Regions from separate parts of the Mus musculus genome. Here region 1 is linked to region 2. A link is a contact called in public HiChIP or PLAC-seq data. All regions are on one chromosome and are shown on one strand. The core of a region is the stretch at or near the end of the contact, and the rest is flanking DNA. Distances in the headings are between cores, read along the strand shown.

The links. HiChIP or PLAC-seq counts read pairs in DNA pulled down with a chosen protein or histone mark.
Region 1: a contact with region 2 is called in an HNF4G HiChIP or PLAC-seq map of pancreatic cancer cells. The contact joins two enhancer-like sites. A contact is called at or near these places in 1 of 39 promoter capture datasets (embryonic stem cells), 3 of 15 datasets of contacts at CTCF or cohesin (the NIH/3T3 cell line, embryonic stem cells and large pre-B cells), 18 of 484 Hi-C or Micro-C datasets (B cells, the C3H10T1/2 cell line, Sertoli cells and 13 more), 4 of 115 datasets of contacts at active chromatin or transcription factors (double positive thymocytes, embryonic stem cells, kidney and 1 more) and 3 of 9 other capture datasets (adipose tissue, embryonic stem cells and liver).

The regions. Positions count from the first base shown.
Region 1 is chr2:158,217,013-158,223,739 of GRCm38.p6, forward strand. D630003M21Rik (RIKEN cDNA D630003M21 gene) reads right to left here. Exons shown (of 14, transcript NM_177657.5): 2 at 3,386-3,583; 3 at 1-765. Among named protein-coding and RNA genes, the nearest start is that of D630003M21Rik, 8.8 kb to the right of the region's middle. Within about 2 kb of position 1,434, at least 8 of the 459 cell types and tissues checked have an H3K27ac peak or open chromatin away from gene starts, as enhancers often do. A contact at or near this core is called in pancreatic cancer cells, where this site is marked.
Region 2 is chr2:158,118,249-158,124,901 of GRCm38.p6, forward strand. It overlaps Tgm2 (transglutaminase 2, C polypeptide), which reads right to left. Exons shown (of 13, transcript NM_009373.3): 10 at 5,873-6,142; 11 at 1,877-2,037; 12 at 599-735. Among named protein-coding and RNA genes, the nearest start is that of Gm34458, 16 kb to the left of the region's middle. Within about 2 kb of position 3,458, at least 85 of the 459 cell types and tissues checked have an H3K27ac peak or open chromatin away from gene starts, as enhancers often do. A contact at or near this core is called in pancreatic cancer cells, where this site is marked.

The DNA of each region.
Region 1 (6,727 bases), core at 184-2,683, 97 kb after region 2:
AGGAAGGGTCTTTCCAAGCAGAGGTGCCCCCTTAGTTCTGGGTCTTGTCTCCTGTGATTTTTGAATATCTACACTTAATGTCACTACCTCACTGTCTGGGGATGCCCCTCTATACTCTTGGGGAAAGCCCAGGAGAGCCACATAGTCCCCCTCCAGGCTCTGGCTGGCCTCACTGTCTGTCCTAAAGGCGAGCTGACCTGACCTTGCTGGCTCCACCTTGATGAGCCCTGGATACTTGTCCCCAGACAACTTCCCTTTACCCTTATCCCAGATCTGGGCCACAGATCCCTTGCCGCCCAAGTCACCAGCCTGGTATGGCTCCTGGGGTCTGCTCAGATGGAGGTCTTCTAGTGGACAGGAGTCCCCGTCTGAGGAAGGGACCTTCACTATTGGGGGTCTGTCATCTACAAACTCTGGACTGGTAATCTTGGTCCAAGGCACAGGTGTGATCCCATTTTCTGAAGCCACGAGACAGTTGTGTAAGGGACGTCCCTCAAAGTCATTGTTGATGGCCTCCAACCATTCTGGGGTGAAAATGAGAGAGTAGGAGGACTCAGGAATTGGCTTCTTGTCCACCTCACGGAGGTCTGAAGAGAGACACTTGAGTGTCATGTGGACAGACTGCTCCTCCCAGGACTCTACTTGAAGGTAGAAATCACCCTGACGTAGCAGGAGTGGATTGAGTGGTGCCAGGTGTACCACAACTTCATCCCGCAGACACAACGGCCAGCCCTCATGCAGGAAGAGGCAGTGGGTATAGAGGGCCTGCAGAGAGAGTTGGGGGGGGGGAAGCATAAGAGAAACTGGCTCCAGGGGACCTTGGCTTTGGTCAACTTCCTTCCCTCTCCCACATGGGACCTCAAATAGCCAGGGACCAGGCAAAGGCAAGAGAGATGCCCAGAACGAGGCACCAAAGAGGCCTTTGCTCTCAGAGTGTGTGAGGTCACTTGTTCCTACCCTTGGTGTTGACTTTGAAGATGCTTGCTAGCCTCCTGGGCCTGAGGGAAGGCCAGTGCTCCAAGTACCAATCAGCAGGTGCCTTCCATGGCAACCCTGCTTGCTTCATGACCCTCTCTTCCCATCTACCCTAAACTTTTCCCAACCCAGCTAGACCCTCCCTCCCCTCAAAGCCAGAAAGACATGGATCTGAGGTCTAAATGGGTTGTTTATATCTGTGACTGAGCTGCTCTGAGATTTGATCTCTCTATCTGCAAATCGGAGTTGAATAAAACACACTGGTATTTCTGGGCTGGTGTGAGATAGATCGAGTACGGATGCAGAAGGGAACATGAATTCACTCCCTTCTGAAAATACCTGCTTGTGTGCATGTGTGTGTAAGTGTATCAAAGCAAACATCCATGGGGAGGTCACAGACTAACTCTGAGGCCTGGGTTCTCTCCTTTCATCTTTGTGTGGGTTCCAGGCATTGACTTTGAGTCACCAGGCTTGGGTGGTGAGAGCCTTTGACTACTGAGTCATCTTGCCAGCCCAGGTGTCTGGTTTTCAAGCTGAGCATTTAAAATGACACAGAGACAGTACTGAATGAGAAGTCGGGAAACTTGACCTACCTCTGCCTTGCCAGACCAGCACCTTAAGATGGCCATTGCTAGATTAGCATTCTGCCATTGTAATCTCTCTTGCCTACAGGGGTGGAGGTGTGGCGCTTCAAAGAGGCAACATGAATCCCCCATAGTCTCAGTAATTACGTCTTGGTTTGAAGCAGAGAGCCTGACTTCAAACGACCTACTGTGTGCTTGTTTTTGCTCCTGTCTATTCTGAGGTGACATGGATTTGTCCATGACAGCCAAATCAAAATTAAAAATAAAGACACAGAAAGGCTGTAAATTTGCCACTGAGAAAGGAGGGGACAGGGAAAGCATGGTTTTGACTTATTTTTCCTTTTAAGACAGGGTCTCTCGTGTAGCTCAGGCTGGCTTAGATCTTCCACTGTAGCTGAAGATGACCTTGAACTTCTGATGCTCCCGCTTCTGCCTGCGGAGTGCTGGCATCATGGGCATGCATCACCATGCCATCTAATGTGGATGAATGCAGCCCCGGGGCTTTGCATATGTCAGGCAAGCCTTCTACCAACAGCGCTATGTCTCCAGGCCTGCCCTTGTGGTTTGGTCAGCTGAACAAAGTGACAGTTGTGTGGCTGGTCAAGAGGAGGTAAAAGGGGGTGGGGTGGGAGGAGGATCTTCATGCAATAGGGTCAGGGAGCCATGGAGAGGCCATTGGCAAAGGCTTCTGGAGACACTGCATTCTACTATTCCCATTCGGGTGCAGTTGCCATGGGGTGGGGGCATTCCTACTAGATGCTGTGACTCCTAGGATTGGCAGCGTGGCTCTTGTTGGGGGTGGCAGTGGGCAGGGGAGCTAACAATTGCTCAAGAGGCATCGGCAAACCTCTGAGGGACGAGGGCAAGGGGAATCAGAAGTCTGACTCTTTGGTGATCACCTTACTATTGTCTTAAAACGAGAGAGGGGGGACAGAAGGAGAGAGAAAGAGAGGGAGAGAGACAGACAAAGAGACAGACAGATAAAGAGACAGAGAGACAGAGACAGACAGAGACAGAGAGATAGAGACAAAGAGACAGAGACAAGAGAGACAGAGACAGAGAGACAGACAGACAGACAGACACAGACAGACAGACAAAGACAGAGACAGACACATGACTCAGAGGGTTTGGTCCATCTTAATACCCTGTTCCTCTGGTCAACTGTGATTGGTCCAGTCATGGACACATGACCACAGCTTGGCCAATTAAGATCCTTCCTGGGACTTCTCTCTTTACAGCTCTTGTAGCCTCTGGCCAACAGAGAGAAGCAGAGGCAGGAAGCAGCAGAATGTATCTTCCGGTGGGTTGACTGGGTCGGCTCAAGCCTGATTGGGGACTAAGTTGTTTTCCACTACTGCCTAAAACATTTGGTTTCTCACTTTGCCCCAAGAGTCACCACCCTGAAATCTCAAGAGCTTTTCAGGGCTAAAAGTGACAGTGTCTTTGGGCAAGCTCTGGAACATTCTCTGGCCTCTGTGGAAGCCATCTCATCAGAGCCAGAGCCAGGTGGTACCACGCATGGTGCCAGCACCCAGGCAGGCCCCTCGAGACCAGGCAAGGTCAGTAGACACCTGGATTTACCCCTTGTTGGTAGAATGCAAGTGCCATTGGCTGTAAGGCGTCAGAGGATCGAGTCGACTAGCCTTCTCTCTCTACTGACAGGTGGCCTTTCCCTCCGATAAGCAGTGGTTCTTGGGAACTCTCCCCACAGCCACCATATTTCTTGTGGGGGAGACACACCTTGCCCATCTCTTTCTCTCCTCAATTCCAGCCCTCAGGCCTCCTTAGGGAGCCCATTACCACAGCCCAGGCCCTCCCCAACTTACACAAGCCGCTTCCCGCACTTGCTCACACAGACGCTTGGCAGGGATGAGAAAATCCAAGAGGAAGCTCAGTCCATCTCCCCGGAAGTCGGAGTCCAGGAGCCGGAACACTTGACCCAGGACAGTGGGAGCAGTGGCTTCGAAAGGCGGGTAGAGTCCTGCCAGGGCATGCTGGATGGCCATGTCAAGGGCAGAAGGGTCCTGATGGGGACAGCAGGGAGGAAGAACAGTTACAGTAACAGTATGGGCAGGAGCAGTGACCGCTCCTGTGATCTTCAGACCCTCACTTCACCCCAGCCTACCTCAGGAACTTTCCAATCCCGTACCTCCTTGCCTCTGCGCATCGATGGCCCCACAGCCAGACCCCATAGTGGCAAGCCCTCTGCAGCTTCCTTCGTGACAACTGTCCCATCGGCCTTCAGCCATATCACATTCAATGGCCTCTCCTTCTCCAGCTCACCCACCTATGACTCTTCCCCTGTCATGTTTTATGACCAATTTCATGCAATCACTTTCTCTGCCTCACCAGCCTTCTGTACTTCAGCCATCTTCCTCCAGGACCCCAGAGCAGGACTGACTCTCATACACCCGGCCTCCAGCAGCTTAGGTCTAACTGCTGTGCATGACACCAGCCTCCCTGAGCCCTGCCACCTCTGTCTGTTCCTCCACGGTGACAAGAGGAGTCTCCAGCTCACCTCCTCTGCCAGCGTCGCCCCTTCCTCCCAAACACCTGCCTACCTCTTTCTCACCTCACCTGGCAACGCCCTCTTCATTTAACTTCAAGACTCAGGCCAGCCTTTGCCTGTTCTGGAAGGTACTCAGACTTTACACCTGCTTCCTCCCGGTGTGGTCAGATGTCCCCCCTTCTCTGGTACCTTATCAGAAAAGTTCCCACATTAACTTCTGGTCCCCAAAGGGCAAGGGGATCAGGCAGGACAGTACCCAAAGATACCCAAATCCAAATCTCCACAGCCTGTGAGTACAGGCAGAGGGACTGGAGAGGCAGAGGGACTCCGAGTGACTCTGAGGCAGGTGAAAAAGCACAGCTCACTCTCAACCAGATCCCAACACCAAAGAGAGAGGCTGCGGTCCTTCCCATCTGGGGTCCACACAGCAGGCCACCCGCCCCCATCATTTTGGCAGAATAAGTGAATGAGAAAATGAACACCTACAGATGCACTCTGAAGGAGGGTGGGTCACCATGCTGTCGTGCTGCTGAGCTGTGTGGTGGGAATGGGGAAGTCACTCCCCAGAGCGGGGGTGAGGGGGGGTGGTGGTGGGGGATCCTTAGTCCGGTAGAACAGGAAGGGTTTTGCCTGGCCTGTAGGCCTCACTACTGCTCCAGCCCCACCCACCCGCCAATCCCTGCTTCTTTACTGCTATGGTCTGAGTGAGAACAGTCCCACAGGCTCACATGTTTGAACACTTGGTCACCAGTTGATAGAACTGTTTGGGAAGAGTTAGAAGGCATGACCTTGTTGGGTGGGCGTGGCCTTGTTGGAGGGGTGTGGCCTATTGGAGGGGTGTGTCACTGGGGGTGGGGCTTGAGGTTTCAACAGCTCAAGCCATTCCCACTTGGCATTCTCTGTCTTGTCCTTGTAGGTAAAACACCTCTCAGCTACTGCCTACCACAGCACCAAGCCTGTCTCGTGCCTTGCTGCCTGCCATGATGGTTATAGACGCTAATTCTCTGGAACTGTGAGTGCCCAGAAAAATTCTTTCTTCTATAAGTTGCCTTTGTCATGGTGTCTTTACAGCAATATAAAAGTGACCAAGACACCCACCAACCTGGGGACAGAAAGAGAAAGAGATCCCAAGTGTCATCCAAGGACATAAGGACATAAAGCCAGTAAGTCCATGGGCCTGCATCCCTTCATGCTGTGTGTCCCACCCTGTCTATGTTGGGACACTAGCACACCTGGTTTCTACCTCCTTTTGTGACCTCCATTAGGGACCTGCCCCCTCTAGACCTCATCTCCAGCCCGGCTGTCTGGGGCATCTCATTTTGCAAGCAAAGGGTCAGAGCCAAACTTGCTCAGGGTCTTAGTGAGAACAAGAAAGACAGTGCAAATCCAACCCAGATCCATGGCAGTGCAGACAACTGGCTTTCTTTCCCTGCCTCTGGCTGCCTGCTCTGTCTGGGGTCCACTCCTTTCAGGATGGTCTGCCCAGGATTCTAGTGGCCTAAAGAAACCACAGAGGAAAAACAAGGTCTGCCCACTGAGCTGACCTTGGCTTACACAGGCTACCTACATCTGCCACGTGCTTTAGCTACCTTTAGAGGTGGCTGGAGAGTGGGAAACTGTGACAGGCAGACAGGCTACACTCTTGGCGGCTCACTATCTATCAGTCAGGGTCTCCTGGGTCTCAGAACTGTCCAAGAATTCAGGAAGAACATGGTGAACAGGCCCCAGAGGCTGGAGGGAGGAATGCTGGCCTCTTGCCAGGACAAATGAACTGGGCAGGCCAGCCTGGGACCACAGGAGTCTAAGTGTTGCTGCCAGACTCTAAATGATCGCTATGAAACTTGATCGATGCATTTCCATTCCTTCCCAATGAGGGCAGCCCAGCCCAGGAGTCTGTTATTCCTTGCAGGAGCCAGGCATGAATGGATGCCGAAAAGGATGAAGACAGGACCCTCTTTGCAACCTGGGCCAGAAAAAGAGCCCAGCACCCCAGCCAGAGATTGATTTATGAGATGGAGCCCTAGTTTTCTTTTTGAAGTGCTGAGCTGGAACCCAGGGTCTGTGCACGAGAAGCACCAATAAGCTAGCACAACAGCTCCTTCCACTCCCCCCCCCCATCTTTCCCCACGGAGCCACACCTCCAGTCCTCAGTCTTTTCTGATAGGTTCTTACTAGAAGCTAAGGTTAACCTTGAACTCACTCTGTAGCCCAGGCTGACCCCTACTCCCTACTCCTGAGTGCTGGGACCACAGGTGTGCACCACTGCTCTGGGCTGTACACATTTGTCTTAGCAGCTTTGCAGTGAGCCTGCTCTATTGTCATCCTCAATGTTCATTTTATCAAGCAAAATCTGCAAATGCGAGGGGTGTAGTCAGATATACTTTTACCCACGTATCCATCCTTGCAAACAGTATCCAGCTCAGTGTACAAGAGTTCTGGTCACCCCCACACAGAGCTCATTCCTAGCCAACTTCCCCCCACCTCTAAAACTAAGCTTTTATTATGAAGTTTTTAAAGAAATTTTTCCATACAGTATAATCCACAGAATGTGAGTAGGTTCACAGAACCCAAGAGGGCATTAAGCAACGTAACCCTGAGGGTAGTGACAGGCAGGGGCCTCATGAGGCAGCCTTTTAATTTTCTTCTGAGCTTGCTACAT
Region 2 (6,653 bases), core at 2,208-4,707:
TACATACATACATATATATATACATATATATAAATATATTTGTGTGTGTACAAGTATGTATAGGTGTGAGCAAGCATGTTGCTAGTTGGGGGAGAGGCAAGCATATGTGGTGAGTAGATCTGCCCATAAGTACTAGCAGTAGGCTGGGAGCCATGCACATGCTCAGTGGCTGCAGGAGAGACAACACATTGTGTGGCTTGTGTATGCTCTTGGTTTGTTCTGATTGTATGAATTATACGGTTCTAGAAAGAGGAACAGCATGTATTCCTACACATGTGTATGTAGATGTAAATGGATACGGACACACCATGCCTGATAGTGCATGGACCCACAGACGCATGTGGACAACTGGGTTCTGTGAGGACTGTGTGGAGACAGCACATAGTGTCTGGTGTGTCCAGGTGGGGGAATGACCTGCAGTTATCATTTGTGAGAGTTGAAAGGTCACCACCTTGTGGGCACTCTGGCTTGGGGTTTAGGGTGGGTGGGATTCAGGTGAGCAGGTTAGTGGACTGGGCTACAGGTTGGGCTGGGTTCAGCAGCCTTGCCTCCTGGCTCCAGCCTCCTCCTCCCCAAAACCTGGGCTCCCAGTACATACACTTCCACAGACTTCTGCTCCTTGGTCAGGCCAGCCCCCTCCACAGTGAAGATGCAGTCATACAGGGGATCGGAAAGTGGGTTCTTCAGGGACACCTCAGCCACCAGTTTGCGGTTTTGCTTGGGTTCTCCCAGGACCTGGAAGGGTGCAGGTGAAGGTTAGGGCAGGGAGCCAGGCTGCGTGCCTACAGATTTTCTCCCGTGTTTGCTAAAAGAAGTAGCTCCCAACTCTGCCATGCCTAGGACGCATCCTGGTGCCTCAGTTTCCCATCTGCAAACCACCATGGTGGATACTTCTCAGATCTTTCATGGAACTTTACTGAGGCTCCACATGACCCACAGAGAGCATAAAGAGTCTCCTGTGTCCTAGAGTCACAGCTGGTAGGTCAGGACTGGAGCTAAGCAGACCCTGTTCTTCTCTGCTGTGTGATATTGGGGAAAGCGGACCCTTTCTGAGCCCTGGTTTGCTGATAAGAGAAAGCTGTCAGTTCGTTAGGACAGATAAGCTAAGGTCTGTAAGCACTTAACAGACTCCAGCCCATGACTATGAGGTGCTCTAGAGCAACTGCTGCTCGGGCTTAGGAGCACCCCAGAAGAGGGCTGGGAGGAAGATGGTGATGATGGTACAGTTGGCTTTCACCAAGCCTCCAAACATGCAGTATGAGGCCCTCGCTGCTTCCTGTGGACATACTTGGATTCTTACAGTATCCCCAAAGTGCCAGCGCTGAACTGGTCCCACAGAGGTGTGAACTAGGGACCAGAAGGGTGAATTAGCATCTTCAGTGTCACTCAGGCACAAGCCTGGGGCACCATGCTTGCCACCATTCTTTGGCTGCAGCAGTATCACCAAGGTGGGTACACTGGCCTTTTAAAGATACCTGGGGTTGGGGGGTGGGCGGTGGTGGCGCACGCCTTTAATCCCAGCACTTGGGAGGCAGAGACAGGCAGATTTCTGAGTTCGAGGACAGCCTGGTCTACAGAGTGACTTCCAGGACAGAGAAACCCTGTCTGGAAAAAAAACAAAAACAAAAACAAAAACAAAAACAAAAACAAACAAACAAAAAAGTACCTAGGTCCCAGATCTAGACAACCACACCCTCCACCCCAGGCTCCAGCAGCCCATCCCAGAGGCTTCAAGTCCTGCATTCTCTTATCTTTATAATGCTTTCCACAAGGACCCAGAGACACAGAAAGGTCCCAGGCTGCAGAGAAGCAGGTGTGTAAATGGGAGCTCTGTCCAGGGGCGGGGTGCGGGGGTTCGGGGGCATCTGCTCCTTACCCGGATCTTGATTTCGGGATTCTCCAGGTAGAGATCTCTCTCAGCCAGCAGGTAGCTGTTGGCAGCTGGTTCGATGAGAAGGCCCCGCACCTTGATGAGGTTTGACTCTGTCAGGCACCCGCTGTACTTCTCGTAGAGGATTCGAAGTGGGATGCTGTTCTCTGCAATGAGGAAGAAGGAGGGAGGGAGGTGTGACGTGTGGGCTATGAGGGCTGGATCTGATCAACAGACTCGCTCAGCACCACAGCTGGATAGCACCCAGAGCCTCTCTCTTGCCAAACAGGTGCTCTCTCATGGAGTTGTGTTCCCAGTTTGCCTCGATTCCTTCTAGCTGGTGACCTGGCAGGGTTCCACCTTCCAGGACCTACTAATAGTACCTGGGCAGTATGAATGGTTGTGAGAGTGGCAAGGGTTTCCTGAGTGGGATAGGGAGGCTCCAGTGTTCTGGAGAAGTTGGGACAGCTGACTGCCAGAAACAGCGCCGCTCCCAACGCCTTCCATTTTATCCTCTTGACAGCCCAAGAGTGGCTTTGCTTTTGATCACTCTGCTTACAGGCAAGAAAGCCAAGGCTTGGGCAAGTAAAATGGCATTGCCATACGTCACCCCACGGCCGGACATGCCACCCAGGCATCTGAATCATATCGGCAGCGCCACCTGCCCTCTGAGAGTGGGCTCACCCACCACTGGGCCACACAGCCTCAACCCATGTGAAGCTTGGGCCTAATCTCATTTTTTCCCCCAGACAAGAAAATGGAGGCCTAAGGGCAGTGGGGTTTGTGGAAAGCAGGATGGTTTGGAGACAGGAGCCAAGAGCTGGGACCTACTGGCTTGCACCTCCCATCCCGTCTCCTCATTCACTGAGACCTTGGGCAAGTCCCTTTTGCTCCTGGATTCCCTGAGAAACAGGAGTTCTGCAGGGATGTTCTCTAAGCTCATTGGTACCGAGCCAACTTTGCATCATCGTGGCCCTGCAGGGAGCAGCCAGCACTCTGACAGCAGAGGCATCCCCTTCCCTTGCTAGGCCAGCATTTACATACCCTGAGTGGGTAGTCACATATCAGTAGGGTCCTCATATTTACATGGTATCTTTCTACAACCTGATATATATTTTTAACATCATCATCATCACTACCACCACCACCATCATCACTACCATCTTTTGCTAAGAAGATTTTCATCGTTATTTATAGCAAACCAACACCACAATAAATATAAACCAACGGAGTCCTGCTTACTACATCATGGCAAAACATTCATGCCACAGGGGTCAGAGCTAATCGAGGTGACTCACAAGGGCTGGGGAGCCAAAGGCAAATTAGTACCACTCTGCCCCACCACCTGGGGACTGCTGCTCAGGTTATCTGCAGGACTGACAAAACTGGGGGGACAGTGGCCTGCCCATCGTTGGCTACGGCAGCTTGTGGCACAGCCATTAGAAAGCTGGGCCTTCCAGCTTCATCAGAGTCAGAGAGAGCTGCCCCTGCCCCATGATGCCTCTGTGAGGACTAAAGGCTGCACTGACCAGCCCCACCCTGGGGGCAAATAGAAAGAGGAAACACTGGACACTAGGAGGGTGTGGCCCTGGCTGCTGGCTTTGCCAGGCCAGGCCAGGCCAGGCCAGGTCCTGGAGAGCCACTCGGCGTTCACAGATCAGTCACCAGGCCTTGGCTTTGGGCCAAATGCTGGCTGGGAGGAGAAACTGAATGTGGTCAGCCTCGGTCTTCCCTTGGACATTATGCCCTGTTCTAGACGCGTCCCTCGTCCCTCGGGATGGTCACTGAGCCACACTGGTGGCTGAGGGAGGAGAGAGAGAGAGAGAGAGAGAGAGAGAGAGAGAGAGAGAGAGAGAGCGAGCTCGGGGTGGAGGAAGGGGAGTGCATTTGGACTCCATTCAGCTGCCCTGGGCCTGGCTTCCTGTCCATTAGCACATGGAAGTCCCCAGATCATATCATCAAAGAGCAAGACACACAGCAATTCTACCAAAGGGGAAAAGAATGGGTCTCAGGTTGACCTTGGCTCTGGAAGCCCCAAGAAGCCATGTTGGACTAGCTGTGCTTTCCAGCCAGAGCCCGGCACACAGAGCCCCTGGCCTGTCCTCCCTGCTTCCTGTGCCATCCCTCATGAATTCCTGGCAGGCAGAGCACTGTTGACTGAACTGAGGGCCTGGCTGGAGCTTCCGCAGCGCAATGCAGGTGCTCTGATGGTATCTGTAAGGCAGAGGTGACTCCATGGCTGGGAGCAAGGCACCTGGTATTTAGGGCTTGTCCCACGTTTATGTTGAAGCACATTGCTTTCACCGGGATAGTTCATAAAACGCTCAAGTGAGTGGTCTCAGCTGGAGGACCGGCCTGTGTACAAATGGGGGTTTGTGGCCTGTATGGAAAACTACAACTGTGTTGTCCAGGGCAACAGCAGCAGGTGGTAGCAACCAGAATAGAGACATCCAGGCTTCCCCATTTACCCATGGTGAGAACCCCTGCCTCTTATTCTTGGGATCCAGACACAGATGATGAGTTGGATCTTTCCATCAGGTGGTAGAGATGCCCTGAGCTGACACTGAGTGACCTGAGTGACCATGTATCATCACAGTGGTAAAGAAAGACCCAGCCTCTGTTTTCCTGGATCTCACATGTAAGCAGACTGCACCAGGCACAGTGACTCCACATCTGCTCTAAGCTATCTCCAGAGCTGTCCATCAGGTGAGCAGGCTGCTGCCTCATGTGATGGGCACAGTCACCTCGATGGCCTGCGTACTGTGCACTGTGAAGGCAGTGGAGGCAAAAGCCACGTGAGTCCAGCTGCCTCTGGAATGCATCTTGCATTGTCAGTGCTGGGACCCAGGCCAGGGGCTAAGGTGATTTGCCAGGCCCATGAGCGAAGAGTCTAGAGGCCCTGAGAAGGTCTGTCTATTCAGAAAATCTGAGCTATGCCAGAGCTGGGTGGAGGGCCTGGGAGTGGAAGCACGGACAGTACCAGCTTGGGCCTTCTCCTTGTCCAGGAAGGTCACACTGACAGTACTGAGTGTTGACAGTACAGAAGTACACACAGTCCTCACTGACTGATGCTGACCCCCGTGAGCCCAATGGACAAGGGCTCGGTGGTAGTGGGGTGGCTTCAGCCAGTGGCCAGGATGAGTGGTGCTCACACTAGGTCCTATGGAGCTGGACTGTGTCCTGGCTCTCTGCTACCTCAGTGTGTGGCCTCAGGGCCCAGAACAACTTTAGGGGAACACTGAGGAGAGAACTGACTAATGACAGAGAGCAACAAGGACTGAGAGAGCCAGCAAACTCATGGGAAGATGCCATGAAACAAGACAGGCCCTCACTTCCTAGCTGCACAACTCTGATGGGAAAGTGACTTGACTACCCTGTGCCTCTGTCTCCACATCTGGAAAATGGGTGCAGTGATAGACTCTACACCCAACTCCCAACACACACACACCTTTTTTTCCTCTTTTTTTTTTTTTTCTTTTTGAGACAGGGTCTTACTATATAGCCTAAGCTGGCTTCAAATTTCTCAATCTTCCTGTCTCAAATGTCCTGCCCTCGCCCCTAAGAACTGGGATTACAGGTGTGGTCTATTAGACCAGCTCCCACTTCTCTCAGCTTTAAAATTAAGCATGCCAGGAGACTGGAGAGACAACTCTGCCAGTACAGGGCTTGTCTTATAAGCATAAGAATGCATATCCCATAGAACACAAAAATCCAGGCTTGTAATGGTGGCGCTGGGAGATGGGGGCAGCCAGATCTCTGGGACTAGATGTCCAGGCTAGTCTGAAGAGTTCTAGGCAACAAGAGACCCTGTCATATGTAAAAAAAAAAAAAAAAAAAAAAAAAAAAAGGTGGATTGTACCTAAGGGGTGACACTTATGGTTGCCTACACACACACACACACACACACACACACGGCTTGGCCCTGGTGATGCCAGGCAAGAGAGTCTGGAAGGTGAGAAGCACACATGAAACACTGGATGTACTGGGCAGGTGGAGCCTTACCAGAGTAGGGATCCAGGGTCAGGTTGATGTCCTCAGTGCCACACTCGGGCCCCAGCACCCCGTTGTAGCTGACAGTGCGGGCACAGAGCAGGAGACGACACTCTCGAGTCTCCGAGGTGTCGTTGCCGATGTGGGCAAACACGTCGAAGTCGTTGCCCATGCTCATACTGTCCCCCACTCGGATGCGCATGGCCACCCCTGTCTCCTCTTTCTCTGCCAGTTTGTTCAGGTGGTTGGCCTTGGTGAAGACTTCCCTCTCCTCGGGTGACCCTGTGCAGTAGAGAAGAGAACTCTGATCGTGCCGGCAACAAGGCTCGATGGGCGAGTGTTGGGATGGAGTAAGCTGGCTTTTCAGAGTCCTGGTGACTCAGAGACACCCCAAGGGAACCTTCTCCATGCCTCTGTGTAGGAGGAGGAAGGTGCATACTACCCTCACAGATGAACTCCTGTAGAACCCTCAAGATGCAGCCTTAAGTGACCCCTGCCCCAAGAAAACCTTTCCTACCTGTCCCGCCTTGGTGGTTTTCTGTTTACGTGTCTACCTCAAACCCCAGAAGCTCAAGAGTCAAGGTTCCATTTTATTTCTCTGTGACACACGCAGACCTGAACGACTGGCACATATGAAGCAGGGACACGATGATTCGTTTGTACGGGGACGGCTCTGCCTGACTGCCCTTCCCTCGACTTTCTAACGTTGAGGTCTCCCAAGGAAACAGTCTTTTCTTTCTGCCTTCCGTCCACCTTTCTCCTGTGTACCCAAACTCTTTCCTCCAAGTGTCAT